Regions from separate parts of the Mus musculus genome. Here all the other regions are linked to region 3. Evidence: chromatin contacts called from public HiChIP or PLAC-seq and promoter capture Hi-C data. All regions are on one chromosome and are shown on one strand. Each heading gives the region's core, a stretch centred on a gene start, on an enhancer-like site or on the middle of the called end of the contact. The rest is flanking DNA. Distances are from core to core; before and after follow the strand shown. Region 1 holds the start of Lbr (lamin B receptor). Region 2 holds the start of Mark1 (MAP/microtubule affinity regulating kinase 1). Region 3 holds the start of Taf1a (TATA-box binding protein associated factor, RNA polymerase I, A). Region 4 holds the start of Rab3gap2 (RAB3 GTPase activating protein subunit 2). Region 5 holds the start of Iars2 (isoleucine-tRNA synthetase 2, mitochondrial). Region 6 holds the start of C130074G19Rik (RIKEN cDNA C130074G19 gene). Region 7 holds the start of Eprs (glutamyl-prolyl-tRNA synthetase).

Evidence for each region. Promoter capture Hi-C pulls out the DNA fragments that hold promoters and counts their contacts. HiChIP or PLAC-seq counts read pairs in DNA pulled down with a chosen protein or histone mark.
Region 1: a promoter capture Hi-C map of liver shows a contact between it and region 3, with 2.9 times the contacts expected there. The contact joins the promoter of Lbr here to the promoter of Taf1a in region 3.
Region 2: a promoter capture Hi-C map of hippocampal neurons shows a contact between it and region 3, with 7 times the contacts expected there. The contact joins the promoter of Mark1 here to the promoter of Taf1a in region 3. A contact is called at or near these places in 1 of 39 promoter capture datasets (hippocampal neurons) and 2 of 115 datasets of contacts at active chromatin or transcription factors (embryonic stem cells and forebrain).
Region 4: a contact with region 3 is called in a promoter capture Hi-C map of embryonic stem cells, with 50 times the contacts expected there. The contact joins the promoter of Rab3gap2 here to the promoter of Taf1a in region 3. A contact is called at or near these places in 7 of 39 promoter capture datasets (the 3T3-L1 cell line, 3T3-L1-derived adipocytes, the C10 cell line and 4 more), 1 of 484 Hi-C or Micro-C datasets (CD4 T cells) and 6 of 115 datasets of contacts at active chromatin or transcription factors (astrocytes, embryonic forebrain, embryonic stem cells and 3 more).
Region 5: a contact with region 3 is called in a promoter capture Hi-C map of pre-B cells, with 9 times the contacts expected there. The contact joins the promoter of Iars2 here to the promoter of Taf1a in region 3. A contact is called at or near these places in 2 of 39 promoter capture datasets (cranial neural crest and pre-B cells) and 3 of 115 datasets of contacts at active chromatin or transcription factors (embryonic forebrain, embryonic stem cells and large pre-B cells).
Region 6: a contact with region 3 is called in a promoter capture Hi-C map of embryonic stem cells, with 29 times the contacts expected there. The contact joins the promoter of C130074G19Rik here to the promoter of Taf1a in region 3. A contact is called at or near these places in 3 of 39 promoter capture datasets (embryonic stem cells, hippocampal neurons and liver) and 3 of 115 datasets of contacts at active chromatin or transcription factors (cardiomyocytes, embryonic forebrain and pancreatic cancer cells).
Region 7: a contact with region 3 is called in an H3K27ac HiChIP or PLAC-seq map of extraembryonic endoderm stem cells, with 7 times the contacts expected there. The contact joins the promoter of Eprs here to the promoter of Taf1a in region 3. A contact is called at or near these places in 1 of 39 promoter capture datasets (liver), 3 of 115 datasets of contacts at active chromatin or transcription factors (extraembryonic endoderm stem cells, pancreatic cancer cells and pro-B cells) and 1 of 9 other capture datasets (liver).

The regions. Positions count from the first base shown.
Region 1 is chr1:181,840,846-181,843,705 of GRCm38.p6, reverse strand. It overlaps Lbr (lamin B receptor), which reads left to right and starts at 1,305. Exons shown (of 14, transcript NM_133815.2): 1 at 1,305-1,418.
Region 2 is chr1:184,998,014-185,001,156 of GRCm38.p6, reverse strand. Mark1 (MAP/microtubule affinity regulating kinase 1) reads left to right here and starts at 1,608. Exons shown (of 18, transcript NM_145515.2): 1 at 1,608-1,735. The coding sequence starts at 1,685. Gm39728 (a long non-coding RNA gene) reads right to left here and starts at 1,591. Exons shown (of 5, transcript XR_865821.3): 1 at 1,404-1,591.
Region 3 is chr1:183,387,309-183,390,239 of GRCm38.p6, reverse strand. It overlaps Taf1a (TATA-box binding protein associated factor, RNA polymerase I, A), which reads right to left and starts at 1,255. Exons shown (of 11, transcript NM_001277959.1): 1 at 1,082-1,255.
Region 4 is chr1:185,202,891-185,205,760 of GRCm38.p6, reverse strand. Rab3gap2 (RAB3 GTPase activating protein subunit 2) reads right to left here and starts at 1,593. Exons shown (of 35, transcript NM_001163754.1): 1 at 1,408-1,593. The coding sequence starts at 1,519.
Region 5 is chr1:185,327,783-185,330,791 of GRCm38.p6, reverse strand. Iars2 (isoleucine-tRNA synthetase 2, mitochondrial) reads left to right here and starts at 1,391. Exons shown (of 23, transcript NM_198653.3): 1 at 1,391-1,771. The coding sequence starts at 1,505. It also overlaps a transcript of Bpnt1 not described here.
Region 6 is chr1:184,881,195-184,884,421 of GRCm38.p6, reverse strand. C130074G19Rik (RIKEN cDNA C130074G19 gene) reads left to right here and starts at 1,386. Exons shown (of 2, transcript NM_178692.3): 1 at 1,386-1,736. The coding sequence starts at 1,431. Gm34602 (a long non-coding RNA gene) reads right to left here. Exons shown (of 4, transcript XR_003948516.1): 4 at 2,141-2,516. It also overlaps the pseudogene Gm17905.
Region 7 is chr1:185,361,364-185,364,457 of GRCm38.p6, reverse strand. It overlaps Eprs (glutamyl-prolyl-tRNA synthetase), which reads right to left and starts at 1,414. Exons shown (of 32, transcript NM_029735.2): 1 at 1,215-1,414. The coding sequence starts at 1,260.

The sequences.
Region 1 (2,860 bases), core at 56-2,555, 1.5 Mb after region 3:
GTTAGTGTAAGTTGTCTTTCTCCAACTGCGCAACATCTTGCTCTTTGAGACAGGGTGTCTCACAAAATCCTAGCTGTTACCAACTGAGTCCAGGGAGATCTGTTTGTCCCCAGCTACCTCTGTCCCCTTCATTATAGTTACAGCCTTTTGAGAGCACCTTCCTCTTGTTTTAATTTTAGTGCTGAGGGTCTCAAGTGCTCACAAAGTTCTTATTCTTTCAAGGCAGGGTTCTTTATCATCTGAGCTGGCTCTCCAGCCTCACTGGCCTGGTCCTTTTGAAGAAACTATAAACCAAAGTTTACAAGGTTTCCCCGCCTCTGGTCTTTTATTTTGTAAGTGAAAATGCTTATATGTCCTGTGGAGGGAACCCAACGGAACCTTGGCTCTGGGTTTGAGGAGTGAAGGATGTCTTTGGTATTAGTAGAATTTATCTCAAACGACATCCTTCCCATGGTGTTTTCCTGTGTTATTTGCCGCAGGACTCGGAGTAGGATTCGTCTTTAAGAGCTGAAGCTTAAGGGATTTGCCAAACTTTACGTTTAGAGGTTTCTTGATGCACACATCTGTGGTTTAGATTTCCACCCAGGGCAACCCCAACGGCAATGACAAATCAAATCGTGGTGAGCACTCTTTCTTAGGAAGGGCTCCGAGGCACGCACTTACTCACTCGTTTGTAGCTGAGAAGGTGACAGCGCTGTGCACCTGAAGCCACGCTGCGGATGAAAAGACTTATTTCAGCCTTGCATCTGAACCCACAGTGCTTCCGAGGCAGGAAGACACTCAGATGTATTTAATAAGGGATGTTGGAAATACCTTTAAAAACAGCACGGCGAAGTAGGGAGCTTTAACGAACTGCTTTGAACTCTCAACCCGAGAGGAAGGAAACAACCAGTGGTGGCAAGTGTAAGGGGGGGGGGGAGTTTGGGGGCTCCGGCCTGGGCCTGCTGGGGTCGGGTCCAGGCGGGACGCGAAGCCCGCGGGCTTCGGCCGTGGCCGGACTAAGCGCGCGGCCCGCTGGCTCCCGAGGTTACACACGGACCGAGAGCCGGGTGACAGCAGCGGACGCTTTTGCCTGGCGTCGCGCGAGCTTCACCCTCCTCCCAGACCGCCGGCCTAGATCGCTCCGCAGGAGGGCGCGAGCCAAAGCGCGGCTTGGTGCCTGGGCTGCGGAGATAAACCGGGTGGGGACGCCGGACGCTCACGAGCGGGCGGGCTGGACGCGCCACTGGCCCTCGACCAATCGCCAGCGCCGGCGATGATTCAAAAGGTCGAGGGACCAATGGGGAGCTCAGGGCAGCCTCGCTAGGGGCGGGACCTCGGGGGCGCGAGAGCGCGGCCGGCTGTGTCGCGCGCGGAGTCGCCGCTGGCTGCTGGTGACTGTCCTGGAGTGGCTGGAGTTCCCGCCGGAGCGCGGCCAGGTGAGCGTCGGCGCGGGACTCCGCCGCGTGTGGAGAGCGGGTTCCCCGGGGCGGCCGGCGAGGCTGGGGCCGCGCGGGCCGGAAGTCGAGCGCGGGTTTCGGATGGCGGACAACCCCCGATCCCCGTCTCGGACGCGCGCGTTGGGTGCCCCGGCCGGGCCGGGCTGGGCTGTGCTCGCCGCGGCTTCCCGGCCCTCGGAAAGCGGGCGGCCTTCGGAGGAGGGGTTAACCGCCTCTGGCTCCTGCCAGGGCGCCGTCCCGCCTATCCGGGCCTCCTGAGTGCTTCTGCGCGGTGACAGCGGACCTCGCGCCTCCAGCAGCTTCGAGGGCCACTCAGTGCGCGCTGGGGTGCGGAGGGCCTGCTCCGGGGCACTTCGGCGATGGCGGGCTGGCCTGGCGTTGCGCCCGCCCGCCCTGTGTAGCGCACTTGGTGTGCTAGGGCCGTGGCTCAGGTGCAGGAGCAGGACTAGATCTGGGGCTACAAAGTAGCAGCTGCTCTGAGGGTTAGAAGATGGGGCTACAGAGAAGCGCGGGATGGAGGACCTAATACGGACAGAGAGGGTGATGATGAGCGTTGACTGGGGAGTTGGGGCGGGAGTGAGTAAGGACTGTTAAGATTAGCGTGCTTTTGGGTATTAAGGGAAAAGGCCACTCTGCCAGGACAGCCAGCTTTCTCCTGCACGGCTCTGAAGGGGCACAGACCCTGCGAACGCCTTCCTGTTTGCGTTTTGCCTAGCAGGCCTGTGCCGGCTCAGGTGTTAAAGGGTAGCTGTGAGCCACCATTTGAGCTTTTTCTTTCTGCCACATTAAGTGAATTTGGGAGAGGGGGGGAAACGATTAAAGATCTTAGTAACGCACCGGAGCATCGTAGAAAGAAATCGGCCACACTGATACATAGTGTTATATTGTACCATAATATGTGAGGCGTTCAGTGCCAAATGACCCTCGGGTTAGCAAGAATCTGGGTTGACAGGAAAAAAGCCTGAGGATTCTTGAATTTCTGCGGTATGTGGTTGAGGGTACAGTTTAGCGAGTGACTTTTCTTTGCAAACAACCTGTTTGTTTAGGGAAGCCTGTGTGCGTCTCTTATGCGTTACTTGGGTGCATAAGAATACACGGGAGTCTGGAGCCTCCTTGTCCTATCCAGTATAATTATCTCCTGTTGGGCAATATTTTGGGATGTGTTATGTAGTTTCCACTGACTGTGTGGATCTTGTGCAAAGTGGCATTCATATCTTGTTGGCAGCCCATTTTTTTTTTTTTTTTTTTGTCTCCTAAGACAAGGTCGTTCTCCACATGCTATATAAAATATCACCATCAGTGTCAGTTCATGGTTTGTGTTGTTGTTGTTGTTTGTTTTTTTGAGACAAGATCTCTGCACAGCCTTTATTGTCCTGGAACACAGTGCAGGCTAGGCAGACCTTCAACATACAGAGGTCTGT
Region 2 (3,143 bases), core at 359-2,858, 1.6 Mb before region 3:
AAAAGTGTGCCATTCCCAGAGGCACACCATAATGCAGGCTGTGGCCTTGTCATTAGTTCCAAAGCCTAAGTGCTAGTTGAACAGTAGAGATGGCCACCAAAGTGGTCTTGGGATTTTCATTTGCTCTGTGGAATTGAGAAGTACTTACAACATAAGATGCTTGAGAAATAAATATGCAGCTCGTGTTCTAGAAGCGACTACATACGGTGTGTGTGTGTGTGTGTGTGTGTGTGTGTGTGTGTGTGTGTGTATTCCCTCAAGATATGGGTTTGCTATTTTTAGGTTCTTCTGGCCCATGTTTTAAGGGTCAAGTGTTAAGTTTTCAGAAACAACTTTTAATGAGTCAGGATAAAAACCATCTGGCACAGGAATTCTTCCTCAAATGGATGCATTTGGGAAAGAGGAGTTTCCCATCATCCCAAGATTCCCATTTGAGGTTGAAGAAAGAAAAGGAATAGGGAGATGGTAAAGTTTTATCCTAGAGGCCAAGTGTGCAAAATATCAGAGTAAGAATGACAACATTGCATGGGGACAAATATGCCCAGGACCTGGAGTGGCAGGTGGAGGGAAAGGCAAAGCAGCCTTTTGGAAGGAAGAGTTCCAGACAGACCACAGAGACAGCCTTCTTACTCTCTCTGAATAAGTAGCCTAAGTGACACTTCCTTGTATCCCAGGAAGTGACGATCAGCCACTGTAGACATCAAGTCTCACCCACTCCAGGGATGCTGTGGGGTGCGGGGAGCCCTCTTCCACATGCTTTCTGGGCCAGCTCCTTTCATGAGGCTTTTGTGCCTTTTGTCCACGCCTGCCCCTGAACAACACCTCAGGGCAGAAGGATGCTGAAGGAAGGCTCGAAGAAAACCAGGAATTAAACCAGAGGAGAATTTAAGGATGGGCCAAGTGGAGAGTAGGATGGATGGTACCCAATGCTCCCTCCAGTGAAACAAATAAAAAAATACATAAAAAAGGAGGAAGGAGGGGGATCGTTCTCTATTCGCACGAACCCCATGTGTCCCCAGTGCCGGTTTAAAAGCCACACAAGAATCAACATCAAATCGCAGGACGCCCGCCGGAGGTTCTGAGGGGACAGGCTGATCCGCGGGTGGGGCGAGTCACTAATGAAATCCGGCCCGGCGGGCGGAGGCGGCCCCGCATCCCTAATGAGGGAATGAATGGAGAGGCCCCTCGGCTGGCGCCCGCCCACCCGGCGGCGGCCGCCAAGAGCCTCGGGGCGCTGCGTGCCGTGCCGCGCCCGCCGCTCCGCGCGCACCGGCTCCGGCCGCCGAGGGCTCCGGCTGATCGCGGCGGGGACGGCGCGGAGCGGCGCGCGGGCTCGGGGCCGCGGGGCCCGGCGCGGATGCGGCAGCGGCGGCGGCGACGGCGGCGGCGGCGGCGGCGCTCACCTGAGGCGGCGTGCGGGAGGCGCTGTCAGGGCCGCGCTCGCCGGGCGCCGCGCTGAGGCAGCTCCGGGGCGCCCGCTCTCCACTCAGCCCGCCGCGGCCCTCCGCGCCCGACCGGCGTCCCCGCGGCTCGGTCCCCGCGTCCTCGCCCGCCTTCCCGCCCCGCGGCCTGCGGGAGCCGCGCGCTCCCCGGCGCGGCCTGCTCGCGCGCGCCCGCCCTCGCCGAAGCCCTCCGCGGCCCGCGACCCGCCGGACCCCCCGCTCGACCCCGCTGCCCGCGCAAGATGTCGGCGCGGACGCCATTGCCCACGGTGAACGAGCGGGACACGGAGAACGTGAGTCTCCCGAGCCTCCGGCGCGGCTACCTGGGCGAGCCCGGCCTGACCCCCTTCCCCGTCCTTCCCGTCCCTACGCGGGGAGCCCCGGGGCGGCCCTCTGCTCGGAGGGGGTCCTGCCTGAGGGGATGCGGAGGGTGATGGAGGGCAGAGGGTGGGCGTCCAGAGTGGCTTCGTGAGCACCCCAACATTCTGGTCGCGCCCCCAGCCCCCCACTCGAGTGAATGGATGCTTGCTTGGCTGCAGCCCACGAGCCAGCCGAACCTCTTACACCTCGGCTGTCCTGGGATCTTTCAGCCCTTTGCTTTTCTGGATTTTTTTGAGTCCTTTGCAAACATACACCCCACCCCACCCCCGCATTGCCCCATGACTTTGCTTTTTGTAACATCAGGTCCACATTGGGGGGTGGGGGGGGGCACGGGCACCTTAGGGATAAAGAGGGCAGTGAAGTAGAGGGGTGTGTGTGTGTGTGTGACTTTATGTCACTGCAATACTCTCAGTGAAGAGTGGAAGATTTCACTTACAGCTTCTGTAGCCCCAAGGTGAGAAAGAAAAGATTTAAGAACCCCAAGAAGCCAGCTGTCTTCTTCTCTTCCTCAATCCAGTGTTCGTGACTCAGGGACAGGTTTTAAGTACTTCTCCTCAGAGTGTCACAAGGCACATTTCTTTGAAGGCAGGATTTTTCTGTGTCTGATCAAATTGCCCTCAGGAGCTTCTTTGTTTAGTTTGGTTTGGTTTAATTTTTTTTTTTTTTTTTTTTTGTTTTTAAATCAAGATTGAGATGTTCACTCGCCGTATTTGAAGTCTAACAAAACCAAGAGAAAGGCCAATTGTAATTTCATCTTCTGAGACGGACGATTGTGTTTATATGTGTGTGCAGGTTCCTTTGCAGGAAAGGTGGCTTTCTGTCACTGTTGTTTTTAAAATTCTCCGCGACCTGCCAAGGGGCCCGGAGGCTCCAGAGGGTCTGGCCTGATTGCTGACAAGTTTTAAGGAACTAGGGGGTTCTAGGCTTTGCGTGGCCGACCAGAGAGCTCTCTGGGTGTCTACGCCCCTCATCGGTCCTCCAGTGCTTAATGTACCAGTGACTTCATAGGGATTGTAAAGTAAAAATACTCAAGTGCTTTGGTGTTCTGAGACAAAAGATAGGGGAGGAGAGACAGGCAGGCTCGCTTTTCGAAGGGGCAAATGAGGCACAAACATGGGTGTTTTATCTAGAGAGTAGGGTTTGCATGTACTATATTTATTTGAAGGGATAAGAACACAATTCTACAGAGACCATTGTTAGAAGAACTAGGAAATTGTATGGGAATGCTTTGTCCTCTCCTGTGTCCTACACTTGAAATGATGAAGACACCAGGGCTGTCACCACCGTCGTACCTTGTTGCTCAGTTTGCACCGTGACTGT
Region 3 (2,931 bases), core at 6-2,505:
AATAAATAAATCTTAAAAAAAAAAAAAGAATATATAACACGCACGTACAGTAGCAGCAGTTGCTAGTATGTATTCGGAACTTAACCACATAAATAGCCCATAAGTTATCTAAGATAATCATAGCAGCAACCGTATTTCCTTCCAAGTTAGGACTGAGAAACGGTGAAGACAAAAGTCTGGGAAACACAAAGCACACAGACGAGCCGGTATGACAAAAAACGTAAGGGGGTCGGCAGCGGCCCATGGCAAAGAAATGACTCGACAAAAGCAGCTACATGCCACTGGACATGGATTTAAATGTCAAAATGCTCAAGACCCTTGTTCTGCGTATCCATCAAATACTGAAGCTACGAATTCCACTGAACGCGTCCCTCCCTTCTGCAATCCCACAGCATCACCCTAGTTCGGTACCCTCACCCTTATCAACTGGCGTTGCTTTCTTTGTTTTCTGCGGTGCTAGAGATCGAACCTGAAGCCTGCTGACAAACGATTTCTTTCTTTTCTTTTTGGGGGTGTTTTGTTTTGTTTTTTTCCGAGACAGGGTTTCTCTGTGTAGCCCTGGCTGTCCTGGAACTCACTCTGTAGACAGGCTGGCCTCGAACTCAGGAATCCGCCTGCCTCTGCCTCCCAAGTACTGGGATTAAAGGCGTGCGCAACCACCGCCCGGTACGATTTCTTTTTTTAATATTACACTTTGTTTATTGTCGGAAGAAGCCACGGCGCACGCGTGGAGGTCAGAGAATCATCTAGAGGGGTCCTTCAACTGTGTAGATCCGGGGATCGAACTCACCCGGCTTGACAGTAATTGCCACTACCTGCTGACCCATCTCCCAAAGAGTTGGCCAGCCTCAAATTTTGTTTCTCCGCCTTAAATCCAGATTAGGCCTTTAAAAAAAATCAATCTCAGCCGTTCCGCGAAAAAGTTTGAAATAGCACCTGAATTAGAAATCGACCTTACCACACACGGTAAGGAGACAACGCAAATCCTTCCTTGGCCCTCAAAGACTCAAACTGGCCTGGGGAAGGTTGGCGTGGTGGCTGTTGCCACGGTAACCAAAAGTTCACGATCTCTGTAACTTACGGTCTCAGAGCCCAGGAGCACAAAGTCAAGAGGAAACCGCAGAAGGAACAAGCAGGAGGCTCACACACCTTTTCCTGTTTCACTGAAAGCGCAAGGCGTACGGAGCCCGCGAGCCGCTAAATCCAAGCTCCAGAGTCGCCCGACTCCACGTTGTTCGCCGCCCCGGAAAACCCTGTCCGGAAGCAGTTAACGAGCGCTTCCTGGGAGCTTGCGCAGAACCAGCCTGGTGGGCATTCAGGTAGTGCGCATGCGTGGCCACGCCCCCACAGGAGCGTTACCTGTGGGAAAGATGCAGAGCCTATCCAGCTCTGAAGAGGCTTCCGGACGAGGCCCGGAAGTGGATGTTGACTTCCGCCTCCCCATTGGTTTGGCCCAGATTGACAATTTAGCCTGAGCCTTAACGAAATTGGAAGATTTCCATCGCAAAGTCGAGTGTGACAAGGGAACGCATAGCCGATCCCAGTTGCTGCTAGCATCTGATTTAAGTGACTTCCTGCCTCACAGTTTGAGCAAGAATCTTTTTCCTTTTCAACGTGGATTGTTGTAGGGATGGGTCTGGATCCCACTTTCATGAGAGACATTCACAGCCATGTGTTAATTCTGGAGGTAGATAGTGGAATTGTTAAGCCTTTGAAAAGGACCATGGAGAATGGCAGATGTATTTTCAAGGGCTGATCCGTTAAATGAACAGACTGGCACCAGTGGTGAAAACACGCATTAATGAGTAAAAGCTACAGGAAGACAACTTTAAAGTTATTGGAACTAAAATAAAAAAGAACGTACTGAAGGCTGCATAAGTGATGGCATGGACTCCTCTGGAACTTTGAATTTACTGCTCGAGAACAGAATCCGAGTATCATAGAAACCTAAGGGTCTATAAAAAGACTTTGTATGAAGAGTTGTTTTTTTTTTTTTAATGCGATGGGTATTTTATTCCGTGTTTTCTATGTAAACAGTATGCAGTGCTCATAGGCACTAGAGAAAAGTTATTTATACAGTTCTTTGTGTCTTTGCCCTTACTGTTTCTTTTTGTTGCTGAGTTTTTGTTTTGTTTTATTTTTGTTTCTAAGACCATGTTTCAGCATTGCCCTAGCTGTCCTAGAACTTAGTCTGTAGACCAGGATGGCCTCAACCCAGAAATCAGTCTGGCTTCCAAGTGCTGGGATTAAAGGCATGTGCCTCTATGCCTGGGCCTTTAAACCTATACTCCTAACTACAGGCAAAGCTAAACTATGTGACAAAGGAGGGGCAGTCACACACACACACACCAAGATAATGATTAGCTTGTCATCTGGAATCTTGATTTATCAAAATGACTCAGCTGATTTTGGTCATGCTCATAAAAATGGGGGAAAATACTAGCAGTAGTGGTGCGTGCCTTTAATCCCAACACTCAGGAGGGAGGGAGGCAGGCAGATTTCTGAGTTCGAGGCCAGCCTGGTCCACAGAGGGAGTTCCAGGACAGCCAGGGCTACACAGAGAAACCCTGTCTCAAAAAAGGGGTGGGAGGATGTTGTGATGTTGAAAGATCCTGGCAGAATGTAAAAGGTCACAGAAGCCCTGAAATTGGCAAAATAGATTCATTGTTAGCAGAACTAGCTTCACTGGTTTAGAAAAATAGAGGTACACAATGCTCTGGCCACTCCTAGAACCCATGTGTCTGCCAATGTTCTGACCGTTCCTTGAACCCATGTGTGTGCCCACTGATGAAGCCCATTGCCAGGTGTTTGTGATATTGGTTGCTGAGGAAGAGTCGGAAAATCTCCACAGCAACCACAGCTGGGGCCAATCCAGGGTTGCTGCACCTGCAGCAGACTCTTTCCTTGTACCCCTCCCATACCCATTTCTTG
Region 4 (2,870 bases), core at 344-2,843, 1.8 Mb before region 3:
CACAACCTTCCTCACTTTCCCCTTTCCAATTCCCCCAAGGCCCTACACCCACACTTCTGGCCACTGTGCCACTGAAATGGCACTAGGGTCCCAGTGGCTGTCATCGTCCCCAAACCACTGCTATCTGACCTCTGCCACATTTCCCAAACTGCTGACCACCCCTCACCAGGGTCAGATTCTCTCCTTCAGCTTCTGAGACATTTCCATCACCTGGTGCCCCTCTCTCCCATCTCCCCAAGAACCCTTACAAGACTCCCCAACTTCAGTCTCTTCCTAAGGTTCTCGTCAGTAGCGAGTCCACGACACAACAGTTAGCATTCTATAGACTGAAACCACACTTCACCCTTAACTAATTATCACCTTGACTCCAGCTGCCATACCAAGTGTTGGACGTCTCCACAAGCATTTCAGATATGGCCTTCTTTCTCTCTCAACACACGCGCCTGTCAAGCCATCTATCATGTTAGAGCACCCTCACTCACACGTGACATTACCAGTGAATCATAGTGCTACCAGACGGAAACTACCAAACTTAAGTGGTAGGGAGCAGCAATGACTGGTACAAACTATTCATCCCTAGTTCCTCCCATATTTGATATTTTCAAACATTACTTTTCAGACAGACCCTACTAGGAAGCAGAATCTCCCTAGTGCCCTGGGATAGCTTCTAAATAGTGAAAAGGAGAGTGGTTTTTTAAAAATTATTACTGGGTCTACAGAGCAAAGTGATTTTCATATTAAAAATAAAGAAAGCAGAGTAAGATACCCTCTTTCAAAAGGAGAAATAAAGGAGCATATAATAAAATCCTCAGGTAATACGCAGCATTTAGTAAGCAGCTTTGGGATTTATATTCATGAAGTAGGGCTTGTTAACGTTGTTTGATGGTAATAACAGGCGCTGTTTCTCACCTCAATAGACGCCAATTAACTTTTCTCGACCATGTGGCTGTAATTTTAGTTCCTACCCTGGATTCTCCTCACTTCCTAAGAGGTTACTTTTCTTACTTGGCAGTTTACTCACCACCTTAAAAACCCTTCACTTGCCAATCGGCCATTTATTCCGTAAATCTGAATGACAGAAAAGAGATGGAAGAGGGTGGGGATGCTAAGCACCTCTTGAAGGGGCAGAGCAAAGGCTACATACAGTGCCAGAAATGGAGAAGGATGGGAGTTGGAACAAGCACAGGGTGGAGGGCTGACATTAGGCAGGGACTGGGACGGAGGATGCTATCTCTGAGCAGGTGGTGTGCATAGGGAGAAGACGTGGAGCTGGGACTGGGAAGGAGGGGGTGGGGAGCGGTGACAGACAGGCGACAGGACAGGAGACGCAAAAGGCTGAGGCTGAGAGAGACGGGACGCCGAGGGAAGGGAGGCTTGCAGCCGCGTCCCGGTCGCCGGGACACTTACTCGGGTCCCTCTTCAGGGCGCCGGGGGTCTCCTCCCGCAGGTGAGGGAATAGGAAGTCGCGCGCGGACTGCAGGTCCTGGAAGGAGCAGAACTGGACGATGGAGCAGGCCATGGCTGCAGGGACCCCGCCTCGCGGGGCTCGTGGTCCCTAGCCACGCCCGGGCCACTCCACCCGAAGGCTGACAGCACGGAGCCCCGAAAGCTTCAGCTACCCTGGGGGGGCGGGGACGCCAGACCGGAAGCTGTCAGCACTCCTCGCGAGGGGAGGGTGCTACGCATGCGCGGGACGCCCCGAAGCTGCGCGTGCGCGGGCCGAGCGGGAGCCGAGGGAGGGTGCAGCTTCGGACACGTGACTCGCGGTCTTGTGGCGGAGAGTTAGACGTGGAGCCTGGCCGCATTCTTTCTTGGGCGAGCTTGTCCCGTCATTCTGGCCTTCCTCCAAAGGTGATCTAATTGAACTTTGCGGGGGCCATTGAGTCACCCAAACAATCTTGTTGGTGTGCTTCTACGGACACGACCTAGATCGTTCGCAGATCAGGCGGTTTAAGCTGAGTGTGGGCAGGTGCCTGAGAACTTCGTAATTTTGTTTGTGCTTTTGTTTTTTTTTTTTTTAATGTGGAAGGCTATCCTCAGCACCTATACCCCAACTCCCAAAAGAGTCTGCGGCGCCTATGCCTGTAATCCTTCCTACCTCAGTCTGAGGCAGGTGAATTTCTGGCTGTTGAAGCCACTATCCTGGGCTACAATGCAAAAACAGTGTCTCAAGTAACAAAGCGATGGAAAGCAGCTCCTTAAGGGCTCGTATTAAATAAATACTCCTATCTATAAGTTGCCACGGTTCTGTGAAAGCCCGATGTAGTAACAGGACCAGCGCAGTATTGAATGGTGCTCTGTAATCGTCCGTTTGCCTTTTCATCCGTTTGTTCATCTAACCGCCCAACAAGTATTTGTTAGTGTTTTCCGTGCCAGCCACACTCTAGGCACAGAGCTTCGGAACAGAAAGGGACACATTCCTACGGAACTAAAAAGCTAGTGACTAACACAGGCCAAGTGAAGCAATTACTTACTCAGCTAACTAAAACTGAGAGAATGCTAGGCGGGAAAGAACAACAAAACAGCACGGCAGAACAGAGCTGGGGAGACTGACCCTGTACTTTTCCTTTGGGTTTTGGATAAGGAAAGCACCATCCTTATAGACTCCTGGAGGACTGGGGATCCGTTTAACCCCTTAAATACCTGGTCTCTAGCATGGGATCTGGCACCCAGTTGAGTCCTTGATAAATACTTACTGAAGTATATACACATAAATTAAAGACCAACCTGAGTCTTTTACTTGGATTTGAAAGTACATTTCCATATCTTGCCCAGTTAGACTGTCATAAATATCTTCAAGGAGTCTTGTTTCTTTGATTGTTTGAGATAAGGTCTAGCCATGTAGTCCAGGTTAGCCTCAAACCTTCAAT
Region 5 (3,009 bases), core at 142-2,641, 1.9 Mb before region 3:
AAAACAGACAAACAAATGTTTTTGCTTGAATCCCAGATGCGGGGATATGGGGCTGCTTCAGACCATCCAACTATGACAGCGGCTGCTGACTCTGATTTGCCTCTTGCCCTAGCAGAGGCGTGGTTTTGCTACCTGTGGATAATTTCTGTGATTGTATGATATTTGAAATCAACTTTTCAGATGGTATATAAATGCTAAAGAGTGGAGACAGGGTGGCATAGTTGTGCTCACAGAGAAAATAAGATTGGGGTCTGTATCTCTTTTTCTCTCCTCTATCATTGTTCTTCTCCTATCTAGAGGTAGAGGATGAAACTGGGAGAATAAAGCATGGGAAAAGAATCCACAAAGTAGCTCAGACCAGCTACATATCTTCTCATAGGGTTTCCCAGAAAACAGCCTAGTTGATTGAATACAGCTAGTTGTTCTGGAGAGTTTGGTGGTAATGTTTTCTTCATGCTGCTGTGAGATGACAGCTGTCAGTCAGGTTCTCAAATGGGAAACTACAGTTCAGAGAACGGTATTGTAAATGCTGTCATTTACTACAGAGCAGGGGAGATGGTGGTACAAACAGGAGAATTCACAAAAACGCTTAAACACCGTGTATAATTCCAGGTGCGGGGGAAGGCCCGCATCCCCCGAGCCAGCTGCTTAGAAAGACTAACCATATGGGCCAGCTCTTTGTTTCTGAGAGACCCTAACTCCTTGAATGAGGTGAAAGAGGCATGGAAGATGATTCCCACCATCAACCTAGGACTTCCACATGCACACATAGATGCATGCCCACACATGCAAATATGCACACACACACACACGGAAATGAGAAGGCAAAACAGGCTGTATACTACCTCTGGCAGTCCACGTTTCCACTCTCTCGATACTTGCTACCAAACTTCATGCTTGTTCTAATCTATTAGATGGCTCTGTGTCATCCTGACTCCCAAAGGTGAGCATAGTTTTGCATTCATTGGCTATATTTTTTTTATGAATTGCCTGTGCTTACCTTTCCCCCCTTCCTTTATCTTGTTTGTAGTCACTTTCTATACATTTTTGTTAAAGTGTGGCACAAAAATGGCAAAATTACAGTTGTAAACCCGTGTAGCCCTGGCTGTCCTGCGGAGCTCATTCTGTAGACCAGGCTAGCCTCGAACTTGGAGACCCGACTGGCTCTGCCACCATGTGCTGGGACTAATCCCCTGCACCACCACTGCACGGCTTTAGCTTTGCTACTTTTGTTTATGACCCTGGACAAGTTAATTAAATGTATCTGATTGGGGAAAGCCGAGTGATAGTAAACACCTCTCTCTACCCCTACTAGACCTCATGAAAGACCTGTAGAGATACAGACTTCCAAGCCGGAAAACCCCGCCCTTGCTCTTGCCCCGCCCCTTCCGCCCCGGAGCGCGTGCGCAGTTCCTCGCCGCCGAGCTCTTCAAGGGTCTCTACCTTTAGGTACCGGGCGGCTGCCGTGGGCCGTGTGCGGAGGGCTCCGCCCGGCTCGTCCACCATGCACTGGGGGCTGTGCCCTCGCGGGCCCGGGGCGGCGGCGGTCGCCGCGGCTGGGAGCTTCTGGGGGCCAGCCCGTTTGCCCAGCCGCCTAGGGTGTCTGGGGATGACGAGGAGGCTCGTGGTACGATCCGTGGCCGGGGCGGACAGCCCCCAGAGCAGCTCGAAAGGCGGCAGATACCGTGACACGGTGCTGCTGCCGCAGACCAGCTTCCCGATGAAGCTGCTGGGCCGCCAGCAGTCCGACATGGAGCTGGAGATCCAGCAGGTACCGGACGCGGCCACCCGAGCAGGGCGGGGCGGGCCAGCTCTGCGGGAACCCTGCAGGCCGCGCGGCTTCCCCGGCGAGCGCCCAGCGGGCCGGGTTCCAAAGTGAAGCCCGGAGCCGCACCGAGCACCTTCCGATTTCCGCTCCCAGCGAGTCGGCTTTGCACACTTTTCCCTTTGTCACTTGTCAGAAAGTAGCCAGCGTGAGCATGTGTAAATGAAACTTCAGGAGTGGGCTGGAGAGGTAGCTCGGCGCCTAAGAGCGCTTGCCACCCTTGCGGAGGATCCGCGTTCCGTTTCCAGCACACAAGTCTGGCAGTTCACAACCACCTGTAACTCCAACTCCAGAAGATCCGATGCCTGACCTCTGTCTGCAGGCACCCGCGCTCGCGTGCACCACACACGAATAATCAAAGAGAAACTTAAAACTAAACTTAAAACATTATAAAAGTATTACCAAAGAAGGGAGGTTGAACCCCACCTTAGTCACATGTTTAGGTTTTTCACAGGAATCATGATTTCTTTGAAGGACAAAGTAGCGGCCCTTTTCTGGGTCCCCTGTGTCGTCGGTATCTGTCTCCTATGTCATACTGAATTTGCTAACGTCTGAGATTCATTCGTTAGTGTCTGCACACTAGAGTATTTAAGATATTTCTGATAATCAGGAATACTGCTTAAGTGAATAGCGTTAGCCTGAATATTCTTTGGATTTAGGGAATTATTGAGGCCAAAGAATTGAAAGAATAAATTACCAGTGTGTTTTGGGTGGCAGAGTGGACTGGGAATAGACAGGTTTTTCAGCAGGTCTGTATTGAGGTAGTGAATACTGAGAGACTTGCTAAGAATTTAGAGCCACCATGCCACATAAACGTTTACACTTTAGTCTGAAGAATTGTTGGGATTTTTGAAGACTACTGAAGGGCTGGAGAGATGGCTCAGTGGTTAAGAGCACTGATTGCTCTTCCAGAGGTCCTGAGTTCAAATCCCAGCAACCACGTGGTGGCTCACAACCATCTGTAATGGGATCTGATGCCCTCTTCTGGTGTGTCTGAAGACAGCTACAGTGTACTTATATAAATAAAATAAAGAAAATCTTAAGAATAAATAAATAAAGACTACTGAAAGTGTTAAGAGAATTCTAGTTTATTCCAAAAAGTTTTCCAGGTTCTATTTCTGGGCTGAATGGATTGGAATGGGATAAATGATGACCAGGTATTGATAAGGGTCTATGTATTTATG
Region 6 (3,227 bases), core at 137-2,636, 1.5 Mb before region 3:
TTAAAAACCTAAGACACCAATAAGACCTTGCTCTGCAGAAGACATTAAAATAAAACTGCAGACAAGTATAGAAAAAAGTGTTTCTCGTTCCAAAGTGGAAGCCACATTCATGAACTGTGTGAAGAACTGCTTTCTGATGACTGAGCAGGAGGCTAGTGGAGATCTCAGGCCATGGAGGAAGAAAATGTCTAAACAGTTGGAAACTGGCTGGAGAGATGGCTCAGTGGCTAAGAGCATACACTGTTCCTTCAGAGGACCAGAGATAGATTTCTAGCAACCACATCACCTGTCTGTAACTATAGCTCCAGGCCAGAGACTCTGTACATACTTACACATAATTAAACATAGTTTAAAAAAATGAATCTCTAAAAAACGTCATGTCTCTAAAATGTTCAGGAAGCAATTTAATGTAAGAAGATTTGATTTGGAAGCCACAAAGAAACCACTTACTTGATTTCTATAAAAACCGATCTCATCTCTCCTTCCTATAATGTGGAGTGAGACCCCCCCACACACACACATACACACACTGGGCTTGATGGCTGTTGTTCAGGTTCCACTGCCAAGAACACACGTTGTCTAAACGCCTGCTCAGCTTCCAAGGACGGACTCCACCCTTTACTTAGTTGTAAGTATGTATGGAATGTTTTGATGGGAGACAGAAATGCTGATCATCAGGCATGTGAATGTTGGGAAGACATTTTTAACGTTTTCTTACCCTGCGCTTCTTGCTTGTGTTTGATTCAGAGCATCATGTAGCCCAGGCTGGACCTCAGACTCGCTGTGGTCAACTTGAACCCCTAATCCTTCTGCCTCCACTTCCTAGGTTCGGAGCATGTGCCACCTTGATGGGGCTTCTGTGACACTGGGGATGGAGTCCGGACTTTCGGGCATGCCTAGGTAGCATTCTCCCAACTGAGCTACATCCCCAGGTCTGAATATAATATTTTCATGACCCTGTCAACATGTCCACACCAGCACTGAGGAATCTTCACCAATACCATCTCTACCATTTGTTTGTTTGTTATTTTGTAGCCTTGGCTATCCTGGAACTTGCTCTGTGAACCAAAGTGAGCCTTGAACTCAGAGATCCACCAGCCTCAGCCTGGGATTAAACGCAGGGATTAAAGGTGTGTGCCACCACACCCTGCTAGTTTTAAATGCCCGCACCCGTAGTAGGTCTGTTGTTTGGAGTCTGTTCCCAGTACAGCTGAACTTGCCTACCCTGAGCAATGGTTTCTGCTGCAGGGTTCTCCGGAAAGCCTTTTACGTCTGCCCCCGTAATCCTGGACCCCACCGCATGGGTGTGCTGCGACCTCTGGTTCCCGGAGCGCACAGGGCCGGGGCGGTCCGCAGGGGCAGGAGCCGGGCGGAGCGTGGAGCAAAGGTTGCCTCATAGCCTGGGCCCTTCTCCAGAGCTCGGCGGCATCATGACGGTGGGCGCCCGGCTCCGAAGCAAGGCGGCGAGCAGCTTAGTGGGCCGAAGGCCCCTGGGGCGATCGCGCCGCGCCGGTGACGAGGAGACAGATGCCATCGTGGAGCACCTGGAGGGCGAGGACGAGGACCCGGCGAGCCCGGACTGTGAGCGCGAAGAGGGCGGGCGGCGCGCGGGGACTCCGAGCGCACGCAGGGTGCACCTGGCTGCGCTGCCTGAGCGCTACGACTCCCTGGAGGAGCCCGCGCCAGGCGACAAGCCCAAGAAGAGGTACCGGCGAAAACTGAAGAAGTACGGCAAGGTAGGTCCCCACGGCCCGGCCGCCCTGATCCAGACAGAACCGGGAGTCGCGCTGGGTGGAGTTGTGCCCGCATCCCCGCTGGCCTCCGGGACCATCACTAGGAGGGTGTGTAGCTGAGCGCGCGGGCAGGACCCTTGCTCCCAGTTGGAGCTGATGGTAATGCTGAAGCCATGGTGAGGTTAGTTGACTTGAGCCCCGGACCCAGCTGCGAAGTTGCAGTCTAGGTCCACCTATTTCCCGCACTCTCTCTGGGGCACCCCGCCACAGGAGAATATTAGGTGATTCAGTCCTAGACCCCGGGGTTAACCCGCGCGGGGCCTGCTAACTCAGCCAGTACATACCTAGAACCTGTTACCCCTCCCCCTTCTCTGATCAACAATCTCTGCACCCCGGGACTTCAGATGTTCTTCGGCCTGCCTTTTTACTTTGGTGGGAGAGCCAAAGGAAGGATGGATGGGGAACCGAATGAGTTTCGTTTTCAGGGCACATGATTATGGTTTCTAGGTGCTCTGACCTAGACAGGGCTAGGGAGGGAGTTGGAGTGGAGGGGAATCACAAAACTCATTGCTTGTGTTTGTTCTGACCAAAGTCCTCTGAACTCTCGGAATTATTGTCCAGGTAGTCTTCAGTGGGTGACCTTCATCATACCCGAGACATTCGGTCCCTTGCCAGGAGTTTAGTTTATCATTCTGAATGATATGACCGGAGCTTCCTCACAAGCAGGCAATGATAACATGCGTTGTTGAAGTGAAGTAGGGCTTTTGGGAGTAAGGAAGCCATCTGAAAGTGAATAGAGGACACAGGTTTCTTAGTTGGTAGCTGGCATTTAGAGATGTTTTGGGGGTGACCACTCTGTGCCAGGCATTGTGCATACACTAGAGGTACAAATAGTGGGAGGGGAGATAGCCACCCCCACCCCCAGGGAGAGGTGGCAGAGCTGGGGCACCCTGGTCCCTCACTTCTTAGCAGTGTATTAGCGATTACTTATCTGGGCGAGGCAAATTAAGACAGCGACGCTTTCAAATCGCCCTGACATGGACACTGGGCAGGAAAGAAGCCAAGGCTTCAATATGAAGTAAAAGCTAGGAAACCCACAGCTGTAATCCCAGATACTCTGGAGGAAGGGACAGGATGGTTGATAATACAAGGCCAGCCTGGGCTGTATGACAAGATCCTATTAACAAGAGCTCATCCTGGCTGAAACTGAGGTACTAGACTCCGCTCGTTAGGATGGCTATTCTAAGACTAAGTCAGTCGGTCAGTGGTGGCGCACACCTTAAATCCCATCACTGGGGAGGCATAAGCAGTCTGATCATCTCTGACAGCAAGTTCCGGGACAGCCAGGGCTACACACAGAAACCCTGTCTATAAACAAACAAACAAATGAAATAGAAGGCTGGGCTGGGGCTCAGTGGTTGGGTGCTGGCCTAGCATGCCTGAAGTCCTGGTTGGAACTCTTGAGGTATATAAACAAGGAATAGTGGTACACAC
Region 7 (3,094 bases), core at 165-2,664, 2.0 Mb before region 3:
TGAACAGCTAAAATGTGAAAAAACTCTTCCTGTAGTCTCACTAAATTCTGGCAACCAGCGCTGGAAAGGTTTCCTTCTTCCTTACAGAACAAATCAAGGAATCTCAACTGCACTCCGCAGCGGGCAGAACTCAGGCCTCCAGGATTAGCCACGAGGTCAGCATCATCTACCTAGTGCCGTTTCAAACCAAGAATCACATCTACTTCTTTCAGGGCTCATGGATTTGTTGTGAGGTTAGCATACAGAGACTGGAACTAACATGCTAAAATGTTATCATTTTAGAACATTTCAAGCGATTGCTACAGTCTATTTTTAGGGCTGGTGAGTGTGGCTCAACAGTCAAGTGCTTGCCTACAATGCAAAGCTCCCTGAGCTGTTTCCCAGCGCATTAATACATAAATAAATGTCTTTTCACTCCAATAGGCGCAGACTGCTGTCAAAGTTGAGGTTGCAAGAAATTTCATCAGCCCCACATGGCCAATTGTATTCAAGGGGCTGACTTTTTGAGTATTAGAAAAAGTACTTCCAAGTCTACATGATAAAATTTTTGGGTTGTTTCCCAAAGTAATGAAAAGACAGAAATTTTAAACTAGCTAGCAATAGCGTTAGCCACTTTGAAAAATCAATTTCGAATGGAACGTAGGATGACGTTTACTCGAGCCTGGACTACGTCCACGGGGTGTGTAGTAAAACAGCCAGTAGCATTAGTCCGCAGCGTTCCTACGGCTTTCCGTAATTACAGCCTTCGACCACAAGCCAACGCAGCCTCAGTAAAAATTCCAAGTGCTGACAGAAAAGTCTACCTTGCTCCCTTTAACTCGACAACCGAAGGGAAAGTGGGGCAAGTGAATTCAGATCTCCTGAGAGGTGGGGAAGGGGCGGGAGGTTCCTAGATCGCATTAAAAGGACGGGCCGGACAGACAGTTGGGGTTTTAATTCCACTTCAAAAGCCACTTGGGACCCTGGCAGAGTCGCAGCCATAGTCTCGTGTCTCCCCGCGGGGCTCTGGTCCTGTCCCCCCACTCCCGGGACAGCGGGCCTCGGGAGACGGCGCCCCGAGCGGACAGAGGCCGGGGCCACGCGGGGCTGGGTTCCCCGCAGAGCAGAACAGGCCCGTCCGTCCCGGGGCGGGAGGCTCGTTCGGCGTGACCGCCGCGGCACCAGCCCCGCACCCACGCGCTGATGCAACCCGCGCGGGTCGGCGGCGCCCTTACCCAGCGGAGGGTTTCCGGCGTTCACCGTGAGGCACAGCGCCGCCATCTCCCAGGAGCTGCGGTCTACTCGTCGGGCTGCCTTCCTGGCGGCGAGGGTTCAGGTGGAAGCAAGGAGATGCAACGTGTGCGCGCGACCGAAGGCACCGCAGCCCTGACTCCTCCCCACGGGCCGCCACCGCCGGAGTCGGTGCGCACGCTACGACACGTCATAAATATGCGCCCGCCAAGGCAGCCTTCGCTCCGCCCCACTCCACGCGCCACGACTGCAGAGAGGTCAAGGCAGGCTACTCTGTGCGTCATCGCTGCGCGCCCACGACATTTCAGCCTCTCTCCCGTCCCCGGCCCGCGGATACTGACGTCTGGCGAACGCTATTGAACGTAATCGCCGTGCGTCGCCTCCACCTTAACCGCACGCTCCAGTTGCCTCTTGGCAGCAGGACTGGGCACCCGTGAGGTGCCACTCCGTTGTGGAAAAGGAACAGCCGTTAAGACCCATCGGAAAGTGAGGGAAGCAGGCGGACGATAGACTAGTCCATTCTGGGGCAGTGGCACATCCATGCACAAAGTCGACGAGCTACACTGGGTATAAGGGAGCTTCCCTTCAGTCTTCTCTAAAAGGAAATATTTTCAGGATTGTTTGGTGTGGTGCACGTCCCAGCATCTAGGAGGCAAGCTAGAAATACAGAAAACTATGGGGACAAAGAGAAAAAGGACCTGCTTGCTGGGCCTCCTGGCCCTGAGAATCAAGATTTCCAGATGTTACTATCTGTAGTGAAGCCTGCCAATATTGACAATGTTTGGGGGTTTTGTTTGTCTGTTTTAGAGAGAAGCATCTTCAAATGAGAGGGTTAATAATAATTCAGGCTATACAGAGAAACCCTGTCTCAAAAAACCAATAATAATAATTCAGGCTGGAGGCCTACGCGTATGTGAGCTTAAGGATGGTCTGCGAACCTCACAACAGTTAACTTGTGTTCACAGTGGAAACAAAAGAACAATTCAGGAACAGCCCATGACCAAATTCCTTAATAACCTTTAAAAATAATAACTTCAGTGTTCTTGCTAAGACCATGAAGTGTGACTGTGGTATGCGTCCTCTTTGGAGCACCTGTCAACTCCCATGCTTTAAAAAAAAAAAAAATCACATAGTAAACTCCAACTTTGAATCATAGTGGCTGCCTCTGAGGAGGTCTTCATGATAGACTTGTCTTGTCATTTCTGGAATCCAAGGTAATTAGAGAAGAGTATGACTGGGGGTAGGGGATTGAGTCAGAGAAGAAACAAAATGGCATTAAGTGCACTGGCTGGTGCCTTCTTTCATTCCTTTGTAATAGAAGTACCTTGCCGGCTGCAAAATGGCTGTGTATAAATGCTGGTTCAGAGGCAGGGACCCAAAGAAATAGCTACCCTATAGTTACATGAAAACATTGGCACATTCCTGAGGCTATTGGAAGGTAAGGGTAAATATGTACTGCTTCTGAAATCTCGCCTGCACCTTGAACTTGAACTTTTGGAAAATGCCCTGGGCAAACACATGCATCACAGAGAATTTGGATTAGAAACCCCCCTGAAAGATGCCTACTTATACACCCGGAAACAGGACAAATATTAGGGCAGCAGTGTGCTTTTGGTTTTGCATCTGAGCAATCTAGCCAAGGCTCTGCAAGTGTTCTACTCTTAAGATACTAAACACTGAGTCCTGAAGTCTTTCTTGAAGTTCTTGTCTTTTAACCATTACTATACTTATTTGTTGGTTTGATCGTCTGAGGCAGAATCTCTATATCTACCTATCTATCACAAGGATTGACCTGAAATAACTAAAGAACTCTATTTACAAAAAAAAAAAAAAAAAAAAAAAAAAAAAAAAAAAAAAAAAAAAC